4 separate regions of the Mus musculus genome follow, and regions 1, 2 and 3 are each linked to region 4. The links are chromatin contacts, called in public Hi-C and promoter capture Hi-C maps. All regions are on one chromosome and are shown on one strand. The core of a region is the stretch at or near the end of the contact, and the rest is flanking DNA. Distances in the headings are between cores, read along the strand shown. Region 1 has its middle 26 kb from the start of Gm34441. Region 2 holds the start of Prr15 (proline rich 15). Region 3 overlaps 9130019P16Rik (RIKEN cDNA 9130019P16 gene). Region 4 holds the start of Ggct (gamma-glutamyl cyclotransferase).

Region 1 (4,497 bases), core at 190-2,689, 520 kb before region 4:
AGATGGGATCCTAGAGCTGAAGGGAGAAGTGGACACACGCCCCCATCCCTAACCCAGAAGCCGTCTCCAATCAATACAATTGAAACACACTTGCAAATTAAGTTTTATCACTGGAGAAACAAACTACTCCTAATCGTAGGCTGCCAGCCCAGCAGTTGATGGCCAGCAGAAAAGGCCGGTAGCACCTGTGGAGGTCCCTTGGCTCATAGCCTGTGTCAAGGCTTGTTTTTAATCTTATAGTTTTAGTTTTTATGTTTATTTTATTTTTATTTTCTCTCTCTCTCTTTTTAATCCTACATGTCCTTTGTGTATATTTTTTGGCTTGGAGGTTCTTGGTCTCATTATGTTAAGTCGGGTAGTTTTTATTTTCTACATTGCCAGTCATATACATTGGCTTCTGGTTTTTTATGGGATTGCTAAGTGTGCAAACATGTGTGTCTCAGCATCTTGTGCTTTTTCGTTGGCTCTTGTTCTTGCTTGTTTTTTTTTTTTTTTGTTCATACTTTAATTTGTTTGTTTGTTTGTTTGTTTTATCTTATTGTATTTTCTTATTTCTCCTTAGATGTCTATTTGTTTTCTAATGAGAGATAGAAAAGTTGAGAATCCGGCATTCGAAGTAGCATCTGCTGGGTGTGCTCCTCTGCATACCGAATTCTCCCAGGCTGCAGCCCTTCATGACCCACTCCCAGTATTCTCGCGTCCACAGGGAGCTAGTTCCTGCCTTTCCAAGTGTCATGGTTGCACAAGTTTGTCGTACGAGATGGTGTGCATAATCTACATATCTCCCCCCAGATGACTCAAATCATGTCTAGACCTTTGCGCTACTCAGCCCAATGTGGGCGTTATGCAAATGACTGCTGAGTACCGCTTTTCCCAGAAAGTTTTCCATTCGAGGTTTTCTGCATTCACAGATAAGGAGCCCACAGGGACAGAGGAACAGCCGAACTCATTAACCTCCCTACAGACATTAAGCTCCTGGGGAGAAGCCCTCCTTTCTCTCACTTGTCTTCTCCAAAACCTCAGTAAGAAGACAATAGCAAAGCCCGCCGTGAAAATCTGAGGCCTAACCAGATGGATGCAGATGTTCACGCTTACAATTAAGTGCGAAAGTTCTTAGACACAAATCCACGTCCTAAAGGGCTCCTTATGTGTAGTCTCCAGAAATAACTTTTCTGTGTGATCATACAGAAATACAAATGTGTGTGCCGGCGAAGTCCAAAGAGAAAAGCCCTGCGAGAAAAGCCCTGCACGGTGCACTGTGGGTCACATTCTTCTTACAAGATATTTCGCATGTAAGTGTCTCTTCCCAGTGTTAATTATAGAAAATATTTAAGCTTGTTCTTTCTCTCATTATCTCATTACCAGGCACTGTGTGGAAATGAGCCAGTTTCCCTAGACTGGAAGCGCGCGTTACACCGATCATCAAACAAAATGGCCACCAGAGGGCAGTGCAGACCTATGAGTTGATTCCCCCACCCCACTCCAACCTTCCCTCCCTCCAGCCCAAACTCTTTCTGCCAGGAAGAACTCTAGATAAGGGAAACTGCTGGAAGGGGAAATGTTTCCCAGTTCTTGCTTGTATTCTCAAGGCTTCCCGCCTCTCTCTCTAGCTCCTTGGGTTAAAAACCGTGCTCATGCCATGGCCTGTTGTAGGCCTCCCTCTGCTCCTGATGCAAAAGGTATAACCAAATGACAGACTAGGCTTTTTCCACCACCATGCCACCTGAAAAGCTCACAAGGCTGACCTCTAACCCCAACCCCAGTCGTCAGTGAGTGCTGCCTTATGGCCAGGGAGCAATCAGTCACAGGGTTCATGTGCCCGGGCCACTTTGTGAGACTCGGATCTCATGCAAACATCTCCCTAGATTTGAGTGTGTGCTTCCCACCCGAGATGAGCCCCATCTGGTCCTTAGGCACCCACTCAAAGTCGAAATGGGAAACATTAGAAGGCCAAGGGTAGATCCTATTGCTTAAGTGAACCACAGAGGGAGTGTTTACTTATGTCTGTCAAAGATCACAGACCGGTCTGTCCTAGCCCTCTCTCTAACTCTGCAGCCCCCTGGCTTCAGTGGAAAGTTTCTTTTCCAGCAGTGTCCTTAGGGGCAAATAGAAGCTGGGAATAGGAACCTCTTTCCAAGCAGGGACCTCCTCCATTATATAAATGTTTCCAGACCCTTATTCTGAAGCCTGGATCTGCCCACTCCTTCCTGGAGGATTGAAGAATCCAGGTTCTTTCCAAAGAAATCTCCCAGTTTCTATCTTCCCTGGGCTAAGGCCATCCAATCTGGAGGCAAGAGCCTCTGACCTTCAAACCAGTTGCAGAGCGCTTTAATGGAAGAAGTCCTGTGGTTCTGAGCATGTGCGGTCTATCTCTACCAACCTGATCCAAAGAGGACTGTAAAACCACCACCACCCACCCATCCTCCTATAGAGCCACTTAGAAGAGATTTCCAGGTGGTAGCCCTTGGGAGGCCACATGAGTCTACGCTTTTTCTGGGGAGGCTACTCTTGTTCCTACAAGCAAAATGGCCTGCCCATCCAGCCTGAGCAAGGGGTGGCTCAAAACAAAGCTACTCGACTTCTAAACAACGAATACAGATACTTTGTAGCCCAATCATCATGAGCCTTTAACAGCACTTGACACAGGCAACCACACCTGGTTATTGGGGTCCTCCTTCTCAACTCCCCTGTCAATGTACTTTCTTCCTCTGTTGATGGGCTTGAGTCTCATTATCTGTCTGTTGTCAGCTCCTTGGTGGCTTTCTCTGTGTCCCAGAAAAGCCCCCAGTCTGCTGTCTCGGGATCCTCTCTACAGGGAGGATGGATAAAGTGCTTCATCAAAAGGCCCAAAGGGGGATATTAAAGACCTGGAGACAAGAAAATCCGGAGACCCAAGGCTGTGTGGCTAGGATGGTTATTAGAACTGGTTGCTGCTTCAGTTTCAGGGACCACCAAAATGCCAAGCGCACTGTCTGAGAGCACTCTCTTTACTACTGCCTGTGATTGTCAGCCAAAATCATTCTATGCAGGCAAATGGAACAGAGGTGACAGAGGGGTTGGAAACCCTGGAAATGACGACACAGGGACCAGCTGTGGGCAGGCAGATCAACTTTACTTAGGATGATTTAAGGCTTCCATAACTTGGGGGGCTGAGAGATCAGAATATCCAGGGTGGGCAACAGTCACTGGCTGAAGGTTTAAGATACTGAGATAACTCACTAGCCTGGAGAGGCATTCCAGGAATCTCAGGCGCTAGCTGAACAGCTTCTGATCAGGAGAAAGGAAGTTGAACCTGTAATCTGACTAAGGCTTTATGATATTTTGTAGGTAAAGGTTGTGGGGGGTGGGGGGAGTCTGGGCTCCCCAAAACAAGGTCAGAGAAAGTGGAAGCCCAGCTAGCAGGGAAGGGAGTCCTCCATTTTGTTCTGAGACCAGAAGGCTATCCAAACAATGATAGACTTTCATCTTAATTCACAGGGCAACAACTGACAGTGGAATTTGGTTCTGGGTGAGCACTCACTTTGGTGCTGAGAGATGGGAGCACCAGAAATGCCACCCTTAGCTTTTCTTGCATTTGTAAGTTGACAATGCCTCCTGATGATGTCAGGTCTGGATGATGTCACATCAGAACTGCCTTCCACCTCTCCTGACTGGCCTTTCACTGAACATTGCCTCCTTGTGACAAACTATTTCCTTAAGAGACTTCCCCCTTCCTCAGCTCTAGCCAGGAGCCTGAGGCCAGGTCCTTTTCCTCCCCTCACCTGAGCCAAGAGCACCTCCTGCTAGCTGTCCCCAAGTCCCCATATCTATGTATGCATGGCAGTCTATTCAATGAAAGATAAGCATACCTGTTTTCCACCCAGAAAGCAGAGAATGGAAATAGGTAACAGCCCGGTGACCTGGGCTGTCTGTAAGGTCTGAACACACTTGAGTCTCCCCAGACTACGATGCTTAGCGCGGACTCTTGCTCATGAGACCTTCAACTTGAGCACTGTTTCTCAGTCAATAGAGTCCACCCTCGAGTCACATGTGCTTTACAATAGCTTAGATAACTTCTGTGCTATCTGTAGTACCAGGGCACTCCTGACTCCCAGACTTTTATGTTTATCTTACTCATGCGTTCTCCCTAGACTCTTATCTTGACCATTGTTTCTCAGTCAATAGAATCCATCTTTATGGAAGAGGTCATATGTACTTTATAAAGAGTTTCCATGTAAACATGCTTTAAGCTTTATTGTACTTAGGGAATTGAGTGGATTATCAGGAAAAATTTTCCCCCGAAACTGTGCTCTGCTTAAATATGGCTAAAACAAACTACCCAGTGTGAAAGACACAAAAAGTTTGGACTAACACCAGTTACTGTGTTGGCTTGAAATGTATTTCCTTCTTGCCCCGTGTGAATCATTAGTCGGATGGCTATGGCATCTGCAGAGACTCCCACAGAAGACAGTCTTCCTTTAACAGCATGACCCTGATAAGTCAACCACTCTCCAAAGC
Region 2 (4,775 bases), core at 2,082-4,581, 670 kb after region 4:
ACAGAAAAAAAAAAGTATACAAAGCCACCCTAAGTCTTAATAACAATTTTAATAGTGCACACTAAACAGGCATACAGCTTTGGAGTCCTCGCTTAAGGCAATGTAACTTCTCAACGCCTCTACCTGGGAGGATCTTCTCACCCCGTCACATAGGAATCAACCTAGAGTAGTACCCTAAAGTGCATTTCTCAACCATTAAAAGCAGTGCTGTCCTTTGCTCTCCACAGTCCTCAGTACGAACACTCAGTTCCTTATTTGAGAAGCAGGAAGAGGGGTCACCTACTTATGGCCTCTGAAATACCCATCCAGCCTTGTCATTGCCACAGGTGACACCTCCGAATGACTTTTGTAAAAAACCAACTTCCTCAGCAGTAGACATCTGTCCTTCCCACAAAAAAAAAAAAAAAAAAAAAAAAAAAAATACTTACTCAGTCTCTGAGTCATGGAATTTTGAGGCCTCAGCTGACACTTCACTTTCTAGAACATATTAAATCTTGAAGGCCTTAGTCAACTGCATACTCTGAACTTGGGTGAAGCATCAAGTACTGGGTCTAGGGGTAATAGTGTTTTTCTCTTTCTGTGCAATCCTGGAAGCTTGTTCGGGCTATTGCTTGTCCTCCTGAGGGTCATCTGGAAAGTCAGCCTCCTCAGGGGACTTGTCTCCTTCAGGGAGCAGTGTGGCACGCATTTTCCTCTTCTCCTTGAATCTGCCAGAGCGTGAGATCTTCAAATTGCGCCGACTATTGCCTGTTTTCTCCTCACACAACTTATCTGACCTGAGGGACTCTCCGGGGTCCCCAAGGATATTGGAGTGCTGATTTTCTGGCAAGCTGCTAGTCCGATCTGAGTGAGGTGGTGAGGGTTCCTGGCCAGTCTCTGGCCGAACCTGAGGCTGCACCCCCACCGTAACTTCCTTGCTTTTCTTCCTGGTCAGAGATTTCCACCAGGGGCTGGAGCCGCCACTGTCCGCCATGGCCCATAGGCCAAGCACCCTGCGTGGGGAAGGGCCTGGGCCAGGACAGCTCCTCTCTTTTCTGTGGTCTCTGACTCTTCACTCCAGCCCTTCCAGGCTTCTCCCACGCAGACTTGCTGGATGGGAGTTGAGGGAGAGCCCTGCACAGAGAAAAAAAAAACAGAACTTGGGTTGGTCAAAGTAACATTCTACTCTCCTCAGAGTTGGAACTCATGGCAACTCTGTGACCACTGGCCACCTGCAGAACAACCCTGATCTACAAGGTTGAGTTCCTTGAACTCCCGCCCGACCTCAACCTTTGCCTTACCTCCCAAGCAAGTGCAGTAGCTATCCAGTGGAGATCAACCTGGCTCCAGAGGAAGTATGGGCTGGTCTGCCACTCAGCCTGACTGTATAAGGACCACTACAGGTGCCCACCTACCTACCCTACAACCGCTGCCAACCACTACATGTGCCCACCTACCCTTAGAACCGCCACCCTTCAGAGGAACACCAGGAGGGGAATGTGTGGGTGTGGGGTGGGGAACCTAGCTTGTCCTGCCCACTACAGATGAATAAAGATCAGGTATTTTCTTTATTAGTGATTGAAGAGGGAGTTCCCAGCCCATTGTGGGTTAGACTATTTCTGGGTTGGCAGTCTTGGGTTCTATAAGAAAGCAGGCTGAAATCCAGGCAGTGGTGGCACATGCCTTTAATCCCAGCAATCCGGAGGCGGGCAGAGGCAGGCAGATTTCTGAGTTCTAGGCCAGCCTGGTTTGAGTTCCAGGACAGCCAGGACTATACATAGAAACCCTGTCTCGAAAAACAAACAAACAAAGCAAAGCAAGCAAGCAGGCTGAGCAAGCCATAAGGAGCAAGCTAGTAAGCATGGCTCAAATTTCTGCAGTCTTTTTCTAGGATGAGCGGTGATGAGCGGTGTATCCAAGTGAGAAAGCGGGGAGCATAAATTCATGGTTGTGCTTACTTCAAACTGCTTCAAACCACTTCTGCCTTGTGATTTTCAGAGGCTGTCTAGACTTAACTTCCCTTGGAAACCGCCATCCCACTCTTCCTTTAACTCCCTAGAGCCAATCTCCACACTGTTGGAAGGCCGCGGGTCCCAACCCTTCTTTCATAGTTCTCTATCTCTTGAGGATTTTACTTATTGTAAACAAAGTCTTCTGGTACTTTTCTTTGCTGGTTGCCTTTCCATCCTCCAAAGGAGAGCGCCCAACCAGGAACTCCAGAAAACCATTGAATAACGGAGCCCAGACGCTCCTGATAGTGCAAGCCAGACTCTTGGCACACTTCCTGTGAGCGTGCTACTGGACACGGCCACCACGAGTGGGCAGGGCTCGCGCGCGCCGCCCATTTCTAGGTTTCAGCTCCGCCGCTTCGCAGCCCACGCACCGCGGCGCTCCTGGGATTCGCCAGTGCGCAGGAGGGAAACTTGTGCGGCCGTTTGTTGTTGCAGGTTCTCCCGGAACTGCCTGGTAGAGGAAGTCTCTGCGCCTACGGGGAGGCGCCATCTCCTCCCTGGGGATGTCCTGAGGACTCACTCGGACTGGGGCTTGAAAACCGTAAAAGCAGAACCAGCTCAAAGTTCTTTCCCTAAGAAAGGCGCCCACACCCTTAGGCACCGTCAACGTTGGGGTCTACAAACGTCTTACTCCCTATTCTGCAGATCGGAAAAACACCGCACCCCAAGGCATTTATTAATGGTGGTGGGCAGCCACCCAACACTTTCTTTTCCACAGTGACCAACTTGGTGTGTACGGAAAGGCTTTGTGAGAATTGCGCAAGGAAAAGATGGCAAATAATGCAAAAGTAGGCAGATCACTGTTCTGGGGGGGGCCTCTCCTCTGGCAGCAGGAGGAGGGGCACTGCAAAGCGCTAGACAGCATTCTCCAGGGACTTCGTAGCGCCAGGGCCTGCCTTGTGAGACGCAGAGGGACTCTGGTTCACTCACCTGTAGGGGCTTTCAGGGCCACTGCGGCGCCGCGCTGCGCCGCGCGGGCTGTCTAGAACACGGAGGGGGCGTCTCCGGGTGCCTGAAGCTTAGTCGCGGTGTCCCTTATCGCTGACTAGGAGAGATGCAGGAATCGTTGTTGCTGATCTCGCCCAACACCCCTGACACTCGCACACTGTCGGAACAACCTGGGGTTGGCAGCACGGTCCGCTCAGGTGGCAGGGACTGTCAGATCCTCCGCCCCAGGGTGAGTCTGGTCAGCCTTTCCCGGTGGGAGTCTCACATTCTAGGGCGCGTCCTTTCTTCCCGTTCACTCTGCTCTCTGGCCTCAGCTAGACAGGACCTGGGCTACTGACTCCGGCGCACTACCCTTCCTGAGCGTCCGTAGGAACGCGCTGAGACATCTGCCCACTTGCTGGTGGTTGGCCAAAGGCCTGAAGACACCAGAACTGAGGAGGAGGGGAGGGTCAGGGTGGGACAGGAGGCGGCCGCCAGGCTACAGGTGCAGGTAGGCGTCCCCGCCCTTCTGGGGACCAGATTGGACGAGGTTGCAAACGTGGTTCCAGCCCTGCGGACTCTGATTGGAGAAAAAGCTGTGCTGCGCCGCCTCCCTGCTCGCGTTCCGTTCTTGCGCTGAGGTTTGAGTCCCAAGGCTTTCAAATTTTCTAACTCGGAGAGCTGATTCAAACTCTGTCATTGTTTGGGAGTTTCAAGCGCCCTTACCTAAAAGACTAAGAGTTGAGAACCATGTCGTTGCTGTCATCGGGCGCTATCCTAGTACTATAACTCACTTGGGTCAACTCACTTGGGTTAACTCACTTGCTCATCAGACCGCCCCAGGCCTGGGCACTATGGCTCCTAACAGACCTGCAAAGGAACCATGGCTTTGCGGAGGTTAAACAGTTGTCCAGGATTGCATGCTGAAGGGCAATCTCGAAGTAACGGGGTTGGAAGTTTGATTCCAGCTTATCAGCTTGTTAGTCTTGGGTTCTTACCATAACTAAGTGCCTATGCTACAAAGCATCTTTCGCGTTTGGGCGACCGCGCATCGACACCCATCCAAGCATATTACTCCAGCCCAGAGCCACTGAGAGGGTGAACCAATGGGCCCCAGCACCGTGCAAGGTGCTTTAGCTCGGTGGTTATTTGTCAAAAACGGTATTAGAGGAGACATTTCTCTAACTAAGGCGAAGTTACGACTTGAAAGAGATTTTGGGGGTCTCTAGGCTTGCAGACATGCAAGTAGGACCCTTTCTTTGCCTCTAAGGTAGGCAGTCCAGGCAATTTGTCTGCTTTGAGCACTTTCTGCGGGACAAGCCTGGTGAGAGACAGATCACCAACCAACTCTGATCTCTTGCAATAAGGATTTGATAAGCAGGCAGGAATTTTATAGAGACTTTCAATACAGTAGGGAAGAGGAAAATACAAGGACTTGGTTGGTGTCTTAGTTTGGATTCAATTAAAAAATGAAAGATGAACATACACTGTGTATTTGGAAATGATTTGTTTCTAACCAGAGATTAGAGAACTCCCCTCCCCCTTCCTCCCTCTGCCCCTTTCTCTCTCCTCCCCCTTTCCCCTCCTTCTCTGCCCCCCTTCCTCCTTCCTTCCTTTCTTTATTGGTGGAATTTCACTATGTAACTAAGACTGGATTCAAACTCTGGCATACCACCAAAACTGACTCTTGAGGTTAGTTTTAAAGTGGGGACACTGAACCATAACACTGGTACTTGATAAAGACTAGTTGCCAGCTTTAAAGGAAGCTTTCCGGAGGCAGATGTCATATGATGAGAAAAGCTTGTCTGGGGAGTCGCCACCACCACCGTTTATGGAGCTGGGACATGCCCTTGTCAA
Region 3 (4,852 bases), core at 1,167-3,666, 590 kb after region 4:
TATGTGAAATTGGTGCTTCCTTTCATAGGGGCAGGAAATGCTGGAAACCCCATGAAAATGTGTCCAGCGTTATAAAGACTCAGCAGAGAGGCAAGCTGGGGTCATGATCCCCTCGGCTCATGAGACATCTCTGACTTGGCTAACTCAAGTTTCCCTTGGGATTAGGTATCCTGGTTCCAACATCACATAGGCTGTCACATGTTGAATACCCGTGTTTTCAGTAAATTCTAAATCACCTGGCACCTACCTACACTGCAATAATTACTCCATATCTGGGAATAAAATGTTCTCATATTTGCATTGTAAAAAGGTGGAAGCACAAAGATGTCTAGCCCAGCCTCCTCTCTAGCTATGAATGTGCAGTGTGCCCGAGAGCATAGCCTTTCTCCATGGATGGAGAGAAGACAGGGAGTGGGATGGAGACTCTGTGCTTTTCCTTTCTGGTCATGTCAGCTTAGCCAAAGGGAGCCTGCTGCCTGACTCATAAGAAGTGGTAAGTGGTTCTTTGGTGTCTGTGGGAGGAGTGGCACAAGGAATGCCATTGGTATTCAAATCTGTAGACGCTCCAGTGTTTTGTATAAATATGTGTAGTATTGCATATATATTAGAACCTTCACTTTTATCTTTTAAATCATCTCTAGATTGCTTATATTAAGCACAATGGACAGGTGACATAGACAGCTGTTTAGAGACATATATGAAAAGTCTGTACATGTTTGCTATTGTTGCATACTAACACCCTACACACCCTTTGAGCCCATGTTTAATTGAGTCTGTGAATGTGGACCACAGAGAGCTGATTCTGTCTTCATTCCCTTGCTGTGCCCTTCTTATGACTTTATACTGAAGACCTCATTTTCTTTTACCCACTTTCAGGCATTCCCTGCTGAAACCCTAGGATCCAGCTGAGCTGTGTACTTTACATATGCTTTTCTCTCCCCAGGAGACACTGAAGACCTTTCCTGCCTGGTTCTCTGATGAAACACACAAAGACATAACTCAGTCAGTGCAGTCAGGAGTCCCCCTGGCTGTTTCACAACTCCTGAACATTTATGCTTCCACGGATGTCCTGTTTCCTTATGAAGCATCCCCACTTCTGCTGTTTGTGTATGTGCAATGTCAAAGGACGTGTTAGAGACCGAGAGTTGGGGTAGGAGTGTGGTCCTCTCTCCAAACCCAAAGGCAATATATACCTAATACATATCTGCCTCTTGTCCCCAGTCCTGTATCTCTGGTTTTTCTAACATAGGAGGAACATTGTATAGGTGGCTGGGTCAGCTGTTTCATCCATAAAGTTCAGGAAGACAGCAAGGTTCATTTCTAGATGCATCATCATTGTTATCTCCAGTGATTTTGGAATCATATTCTAGAAACCTTTGCTTTTTATTTGACTTTGTCTATACCTACAGAGAGAATTCACCCAGGTGTCAACAGAGTCCTCATTAGAGGGCATCACACCAGTACCAGAGATGGTAGAGATGTCTGTTTCTGCATTTTCACACATACATATCTTAATTCTCAGACAAGTTTTGGAAACATCTCCTGGGAAGAAAACCCTGCTTCTATGAAGCCCTTACTCAGAGGAGGTATTCAGTACACTTTCATTGGTCTGTTGATTGGCTTCTCATTGCTTGTTCTTTGGTGTGTATTTTTCTTTCTCCTTAGAGCTAAATAAGGTAAATCTGCAACCTAACTACAAAAAAGGATTTTCAAAGGCAGAATTCAGAGTTGGATAGACCTCCAGTTCATGTCCTGACCTTTGGGTATATTTTCAGTCTAGCCAAACAACAACAAGAGCAAGAACAACATTTACTAGCAAAATCTGAGATTACCTATTTGCTCCCTGAATATATTTTAGTCTTAACATAGAATTATTATAAATTCTACAGCCATGTTATAGTCATTTGATTTCTAAATATACTGTCCTAGGGAATTTCCCTACCTATGCGATGCTACAGTTTGAAGCACTCCCACTGCATCATCTGGAATACCTGTGCTCTAACTAAGGCACAAAAGCTTTTCCAGTAAAGCCAGATTCACGGGTCATGACACATGGCTTCTGTGAGGAACTGTGTTCTGTTTAGGCAGCTCATTTAAACTTTGTCAGCTTTGGGAAAGCTAGCTTAACTTCCATCCTTCAATCAGAAGTCGATCTCTGTGAGGTTCTTCGTCAGTGCTGCCTGCTCCTGAGCTGTCAGAAAGAAGACGTGTTATGGTCTAAAAATAAATATAATAAGTTTCCTTATTCAAAACTGGCAGGACAGATTTTACACAACTGTTCCACCAAACCGATCACATGTCACTGGGTTTGCAAAGTTTTTCACACATAATAAAATTGTGGAAACTTTTGGGTACAAAAACAAGAGCTAGAATTGGAAGATGTTTCCTCTTCTCCCTTCTGTGAAGAGAGATAACATTAGCTCTGTGCTCCGGCCAGAATGGGAGAGAATGTTCACAGTGCTTCTGGGTTCGTATGGGATCAAAAACCAGACAAAAGACAATTAGCTTGCAAAGCTTTCCTTGGCAAGACTCCAGGTATGTCAAGGAGGATTTCTGGCCCTTAGCAGCCAGGCTCCCACTATTATTATTTAAACCAATGTTTTCTAAAGAGCATTCTAGAAAATTGCCAGCTTTTAGGTGTTATTTGAGCAGAAGGATGCAGGGTCGTGGAAAAGTTCAACAATCAGAGACTTAAGAACTCCCTGCGTTGTTGATGTCGGGCCCTCTGAGTGTGTAGCCGGTCAGTCTCTCTGAGAGTGAGCGTTACAGGATGCAGTTTGGAGCTCTGGGTTCCAGTGACATTGTAAACAGGCATTCCGAATGTCTCCTCTTTATAAAACACCGAGAAATCTTGGCTGAATGCATAATTTTGTATGCACAGTTTGCAAAAATTATGGAAATCATTTTGGGGAGCCGAGACAAGAAATAGTACAATAAGTTACTGATGATATTGTACTGAACTAAAAGCTTTTCCAATGACAGAGACCCAGCACTCTGCATGTCAGCAGACACTTGAAGGACATATTTGGGGCTGTGACCTGTATTAAACCTGGATCCTCCAATGGCTGCTCTGCCAGGTAAAAGAGATGATTAGAAAAATTCATTCAGAGAAAAAAGGAGACAAAAGAAAATGTTTTTATCCCCCTCTACGTTACGGATACATGGAGATATCTACCGCATGCATAATCAGAGGCCATCTTTATCATCTAAGAAACCGTATGGCAAGGAATTAAATGTCACACTTTTAGATTGTGCAGCTGTAGCAAAAAACCAACAATTCCTTCTGGACAGACTAACTCCTCACAAAATCTTTCCAGTACTTGCACATGCAAAACCCATGAAACAACTGGCTGTCGCAGCTTGGCTGTCCAACGTGGACTCTGTGGGGTGACTTTGCTTGCCATGTTGCTTTCTCAGCTGCTGAGATGAACACTGACTGCTTGCTTGCTCAAATGTCAACAGTAATAACAACCAGCTGTTGAGTGGGAGGTCAAATCCCCAATTACAAAGCAAACTATCACAAGTTTGCAGACATGACTAACATCAACATCTTCATCCTAATAATTTTAGACATTTGAGTTACTGAGTATAAAACACAAATATAAGATTATTAAGTTATGCAAAAAGGAAGGGTGTCATATGTGAGTATGTGTGTACATGTGTGTGTGTGGTGGTAATATACAGATGGTAATAGGACCAATCAGATATCAATGCTCTGTAAACCAAGATGGAAGTGTTTGGAGTTAAAGATAATACAACTTCAGAAATCTATCTGAGAACAGATCTTTCTAATTTGTCAGCATCCTGTGGTGTTAATTGCCAGGAAATGTACTTTGAACTTGGCTTAATAGATACAATGTCAATGAAAGCAAGCCTCTTGGCCTCCCGGATTCTTGAGCAGGTGAATAGGGTTGTTGTTACCCTCCTGTTCGGGAAGTCTGGGGCCTCTTTTATTCATAATGTGTTAGTGTAGCAGTACCAGATTTTCAAAACACTGAATTACAGATGACCCATTGTCTTAGTTAGGGTTTTATTGCTGTGAACAGACACCATGACCATGGCAACTCTTATAAAAGAAAATATGTAGTTGGGGCTGGCTTACAGTTTCAGAGGTTTAGTTCATGGTTATCATGATGGGAAGCATGGCAGCATCCAGGCAGAGATGGTGCTGAAGAAATTGCTAGAGTTCTACATCTTGATCCACAGGCAGCAGAAGGCTACTGTGTGCCACACTGGGTGGAGCTTGAGCATAGGAGACCTCAAAGCCCGCCCCCATAGTGACACACTTTTTTCCACAGGCCACACCTACTCTAACAAGGCCATACCTCTTAATAGTGCCACTCCCTATAGGCTAAGCATTCACACACAGGAGTCTAAGGAAGACATATCTATTTAGACCACTATATTCATAAAACTTAATCACGTTAGCCAGAAATACAAACAGAACTGGTGTCTCTGTGTTTTCATTCAGTAACTATGGCAACTCCAGGTGGATGAAGGAGTGGAAAGAATGTGGGATGAGGAAGATGGAGATTCGGAAGGAGATGGTGACTCATGATACTTGGATCAGCCTTGAGCCATGAATCCAGTCAGGAAGAAGGGGGCTGCTCCCATTAGCAGTCTCTTGCCTGACCTTTCTCCTTCATAGATTGGCTGTGTTTGCAATGAACTATCGAATAGTATCAGCCTTGGGGATGTTCTGCTGTGTGACTATGACAGAAAGGCAACAGAGTGGGCCAAAGAAGTGACCAAGAAATGAGGAGGAGGGCAACACCTGTGCAGGTCTGTACCCATTCCCAGAGGACGTTGAGTCTGACCTGGGCAAAAGGAGTGTCCCGAAGCAGAGACACAC
Region 4 (4,799 bases), core at 1,995-4,494:
CTGGCGATAACTTTTAAGATAACTAAATTGATGCCTGTGTTGGGGCTGGATTGTAATCCCAGCATTTAGGATATTGAGGCTGGATGGGGAGTTAAAGGTTAGTCTAGACAATACTGCAAAAATTCTGTCTCAAAAAAAATATTACCCCAACCTAATACATCTTACATCAAAACCCTAAATAACACATTTTACATAGTTATAAGCAGCTTTTAAAACAGAGCCTGAGGCCTGAAGAGATCAGGACAACGTAGAGAATATGTGCTGACGAGAAGCTCGGGCTCTGAGAGGACCAGTATGTGTACAGGCCTGCCTTGTGTGTGGGGTGAGAGGACAGCAGTGTCCTACTGCAGACTACACAGCAAGTGCCTGCCGAGGCACACCAGTGCCAGGTGCTTTCTTTCTATCTATCTTTTTCTGCCTTTTCCACTCCTAAGATGAATATGTTCAAATATAAAGAAAAGAATAGCCGGGCGTGGTGGCATATGCCTTTAATCTCAGCACTCGGGAGGCAGAGGCAGGCGGATTTCTGAGTTCGAGGCCAGCCTGGTCTACAAAGTGAGTTCCAGGACAGCTGGGGCTATACAGAGAAACACTGTCTCGAAAAACCAAAATAAATAAATAAATAAATAAAAATAAAAAATAAAAAAAATAAAATAAATAAATAAAAATAAAAAGGGGCTGGTGAGATGGCTCAGTGGGTAAGAGCACCCGACTGCTCTTCTGAAGGTCAGGAGTTCAAATCCCAGCAACCACATGGTGGCTCACAACCATCCACAACGAGATCTGACTCTTTCTTCTGGAGTGTCTGAGGACAGCTACAGTGTACTTACATATAATCAATCAATCAATCAATCTTAAAAAAAAAAGAATAGAACAGTATAGTGAACACCCACATACATATCACTCCCATTAGCATTTAGCTCTCTATTTTTCTGAATTCTTTTAAAATATAGATAACGAACGCATCAGCCTAAATATGTCAGTATGCATGCTAAAATAAAACTATTTCCTCCATAAGACAAACCACTATCCATTTAATAGTAATTGTCTAATACCATCAAATTCTGCAATCCAAATTCAAGTTCAGTTGTCCCTAAAATATATTTCTATTTGAGTCACCATATCAGAATCTATCAAGGACAAGCCATCACATTGAGCCTTCATGTCTCGTTTCTCTCAAACTAGAACAACCCTCCCTCAGTCTTGTCTTTCTAAAAACACTTTTTACTACATCTATATGCTTACCTATTGTGTGTGTGTGCGTGTATGTGTGTGTGTGTGTATGTGTGTGTGTATGTATGTGTGTGTATGTGTGTGTATGTATGTGTGTGTGTGTATGTGTGTGTATGTATGTATGTGTGTGTGTGTGAGAGAGAGAGAGAGAGAGAGAGAGTGTGTGTGTGTATGCACGTAGGGGTCAGAGGAGACCTGCAGGAGCTGGGTTTTTCCTACCTTATGGGTACTGGAGATGTAACTGTCTGCAGGCTTGGTAGCAAGTGCTTTACCTCCAGATCCATGTAGCTGGCCCCAGCCTTACCTTTTATTTTTAATCACAACAATGTAAGAGATAAGTTCAAGGTGTTCTTCACTGTTTTCTTCTATTGCCATTTGTTCTTATACATGAATGGTTTCTGGAAGAGGGTGATATAAAAGATAAAAGGCTTTTTTTTTTGAGGCTAAAAATCCTTTGTAAATTGTAGTTCACAGATGTGGGGGCTTCGTGTTGCTTCATGTTGTTGTTATTATTGTTGTTGTTGTTTTTCAAAACAAGGTTTCTCTGTATAACAGCCCTGGCTATCTTGGAACTTACTCTCTAGGCCAGGCTGGCCTTGAACTCACAGAGAACTGCCTGCCTCTGCCTCTCGAGTGATGGTATTAAAGGTGCAGTCCACAATGCCCAGCTTCATGTTGCTTTCTGACTGTGTCAGGATAGTCTTCTTTTATTGGTGACCAGATTGACTGGCTATCAGGTGAGAGAGGTCAGGTTTCCCAAATAATCATGGTCTTCCTGTCCAATGACTAGCAGTGAGCCTTGGGGGATAACTGAGACTCTATAAACATCCCTGTGACCTGATGCTCCTGACGGGAAGTTTGGTTGCACCAGAGACAGATGTTCTAATCCCAGTACCCCCATTTCCTGCATTTAGCCAGTATACTTTTTTTTAAAAAAGCAAAGAATTGCTTCCTCATCAGCTATTTGGTTTTCAAAAATACAGTTGGTACTAGAAAGGCAGAACACTCATTTTCTTAAATACCCACTTTTTAAAAGTGATGAAGTGTTAGCCACTGATGGCATGGCAATATGGTTCTCTTCTCTGTTTTAATTTGGTTTACTTCCTGAAGGGAATGACATACATTTAGGGATCATTTTAGAGTTTCCAGTCGTTCTGCTCCTTAAGTTGTTCTCGCTTTGTCTAGTGAATGGTCTTTTAGGAATGACCTTGTTCATCTTGGGGTTCTCATTTTCTGGATTATTGTTCTTTCAAGAGGTAATTTTCACTCCCAGCTTTGACCTAAGATTCAGTCATTTCTCCAGGAATTCTGGCACCTGTCAGTGTGGAGTTGAATTTAGATTAATTTCTGAGGGCCAACGGCAGTCATTGCTCTAGACCTTCAGTTTGCTCTCCTATCTTCATTTCAAGAGCAACAACATGGGTGTTTTGTGTCGTTCTATTTTAAAAAGAGGAAATAGATTGCAACGATGAACAGAGTCAACTGGCTAGCAAATGGCATGTCCGGATCTGAACGTGGGAGAAAGACTACCCTGGTATGCAGTGAGGCAACTTCAGGTAGTGATCCTAAGAAAACTTGTAGGATCAGCCTTCCCATTCCAGGAAGGCTGAGGCAGGAGAACTGCCGCAAGATCCAGGCTAGGCCGACAGCAATTTGAGACTTGTCTCCTCTATACCAGGCGCAGAGCCTACCGCACCACTGGTTGACCTGGGCAATCGCCGCCAGGTGGGGAAAACACAGTCGCCAGTAGCCACTCTCGGGCTGTCCGTTAGACTCGCCAATCAGCGGCGCCTCAGGCAGGGGGCCGTACATCCGAGGGATGCATCCAATAGAAAAGCGACGTCAGTGGGCGGGAGGAGCTGTAGACAGGCCAATCCTGGTAGTTAGCTCACGCCGGCAAGCCGGCAGCCAATCCTCAGCGCGCTCTCTGTGCGGCTCCGCCCGCCGCTCTGCACTACCGCGTGGGTGGCGGCGCACTGCTCTTTTTAGCAGCGCTAGTCCGGCTTCTCTGTGCTTGACGCTGCTGGCGTGGATAAGTGGACATGGCGAGCTCCGACTGTGAGGGCCATGCGGGCCAGGAGGGGGAGACATTCCTGTACTTCGCCTACGGCAGCAATCTCCTGACCGAGAGGATCCACCTGCGAAACCCCTCGGCCGTGTTCTGCTGCGTGGCGCGCCTGCAGGTCAGTGCCGTTGTGCGGGCGACCTGGAGAGCGGGCTAGCTGCGACTCCTGCCGGGAACCTCTAGCCACCGTCGGAGTTCGCAACCCTCCACTGGCTGCCCTTTTCCACCGGTTATGAGCATCCCGTAAGATGCCTTTAATAGGTGCTTCTTAGTCGAGAACTAGCTGCTTTCTGTCCTGTGCGTACCTTATCTATCCCACAGTTCTGTGAAATTCTGCCTGTCCTTTCCTTCGGATCTTAGCGTCCTGGCCTTGAGACCTGGAACCGTGTCTTCAATACTGATAGCAATGTTCGTTCCCTCAGTAGAGTAGCCCAATAAGCTTTTAACTGTGATAAAATGTGTTCTTGACCATAGTTCATTTCCTCTTTAATACGTATTCTTCTGGCACTCAGTGCTGGGGTTACAAGGATGACTGAGCAGCCTAGCTATTTGGAGGACCTTTCTGGTGTACAATCTGATTGTGTGTAGGGCCCTTAATAATTTTAGCCAACTTTGATAACCTTGTCAATTCTTGATTTCAGGCAACAGAAACCAGCTGATTTCAGAAAGGAGAATGGGGAGGGGTGTTGGAAGGCTGTTAGAGAGCTCATGGATTCACCTGAAAGATTGAGTAAACAGGTGGACTACTGTGTGTGTGTGTGTGTGTGTGTGTGTGTGTGTGTGTGTGTGTGTGTGTGTGTGTGTGTATACACAACCAGCATTACAGGAGAGGGCCATCCCTGCTCTGGAAACTGGCCACACCTTTCCTCAACTAGTAAGCACAATATGGAACTGACTCCTGACTGCTGCTTTGCCACAGTTCTGCAATTCCTGAAGCCTAGAGTGGAGTCCCTAATGATCTTAAACACCAGCACTAATTGAGAGCCCCTGCGAGGTGCCCTGATTGGCTAAATCTCACCATGAATCCACGTCCTTACTTAGCAAGCAAGATGATCTGATAACTAGCTCCTAGCCTTTCAAGTTTCAGAAGTGGGAGTCACGCTCTGTACTCTATCTAAAACTCCAAAGAGTGTAGGATTGGAGTTCAAGTACGTGAAGTACAGGAAAGAAATACCACATAAATGATAAATTATAGCTGTGGTTAGCCTTAAAAGAGGACTTGCAAGGTGCAACAGAATATATGACCAGAGGACCTGACCTAGGTGCTCAGGAAAGCCTTCCTGGATATAACTTTTAAGCTGAGACCTGAAGGGAGATGAGGAGAGCAAAAAACTGTCAGGGAGGGTAGCTTGTTCAAAGGACAGGAGATAAAGGAAGTGGTTGGAGTCTACAGGGAGATGTGGCATGAGGGCTGGAAAGATAAGAAAGTGTCATATCCTAACATGACCACAGAGAACTTTGGACAGTCTGTTGCATGCTGTGAGTGGAGTGTCTTACAGGA

The links. Promoter capture Hi-C pulls out the DNA fragments that hold promoters and counts their contacts. Hi-C and Micro-C count contacts between places; a contact is called where the count stands out from the background.
Region 1: a contact with region 4 is called in a promoter capture Hi-C map of the 3T3-L1 cell line, with 2.9 times the contacts expected there. The contact joins the enhancer-like site here to the promoter of Ggct in region 4. A contact is called at or near these places in 6 of 39 promoter capture datasets (the 3T3-L1 cell line, 3T3-L1-derived adipocytes, hippocampal neurons and 2 more).
Region 2: a contact with region 4 is called in a promoter capture Hi-C map of liver, with 2.5 times the contacts expected there. The contact joins the promoter of Prr15 here to the promoter of Ggct in region 4. A contact is called at or near these places in 7 of 39 promoter capture datasets (3T3-L1-derived adipocytes, embryonic stem cells, liver and 3 more) and 2 of 115 datasets of contacts at active chromatin or transcription factors (embryonic stem cells and pancreatic cancer cells).
Region 3: a contact with region 4 is called in a Hi-C map of uterus, with 8 times the contacts expected there. The contact joins the enhancer-like site here to the promoter of Ggct in region 4. A contact is called at or near these places in 12 of 39 promoter capture datasets (the 3T3-L1 cell line, the C10 cell line, the HPC-7 cell line and 7 more), 5 of 484 Hi-C or Micro-C datasets (cerebellum, myocytes, nephron progenitors and 2 more) and 3 of 115 datasets of contacts at active chromatin or transcription factors (astrocytes, embryonic basal ganglia and embryonic forebrain).

Annotation. Positions count from the first base shown.
Region 1 is chr6:55,508,888-55,513,384 of GRCm38.p6, reverse strand. No RefSeq gene overlaps it. Among named protein-coding and RNA genes, the nearest start is that of Gm34441, 26 kb to the left of the region's middle. Within about 2 kb of position 1,439, at least 21 of the 459 cell types and tissues checked have an H3K27ac peak or open chromatin away from gene starts, as enhancers often do.
Region 2 is chr6:54,325,457-54,330,231 of GRCm38.p6, reverse strand. It overlaps Prr15 (proline rich 15), which reads right to left and starts at 3,331. Exons shown (of 2, transcript NM_030024.3): 1 at 2,922-3,331; 2 at 32-1,113. The coding sequence starts at 973. The coding sequence ends at 605. The region is part of intron 4 of 9130019P16Rik (RIKEN cDNA 9130019P16 gene); the gene reads left to right. It also overlaps the pseudogene Gm34169.
Region 3 is chr6:54,397,280-54,402,131 of GRCm38.p6, reverse strand. 9130019P16Rik (RIKEN cDNA 9130019P16 gene) reads left to right here. Exons shown (of 14, transcript NR_033635.1): 3 at 944-1,107. Among named protein-coding and RNA genes, the nearest start is that of Wipf3, 30 kb to the left of the region's middle. Within about 2 kb of position 2,416, at least 11 of the 459 cell types and tissues checked have an H3K27ac peak or open chromatin away from gene starts, as enhancers often do. A contact at or near this core is called in uterus, where this site is marked.
Region 4 is chr6:54,991,312-54,996,110 of GRCm38.p6, reverse strand. It overlaps Ggct (gamma-glutamyl cyclotransferase), which reads left to right and starts at 3,244. Exons shown (of 4, transcript NM_026637.3): 1 at 3,244-3,416. The coding sequence starts at 3,276. RefSeq lists a cis regulatory region at 3,010-3,019 and an enhancer at 3,000-3,029.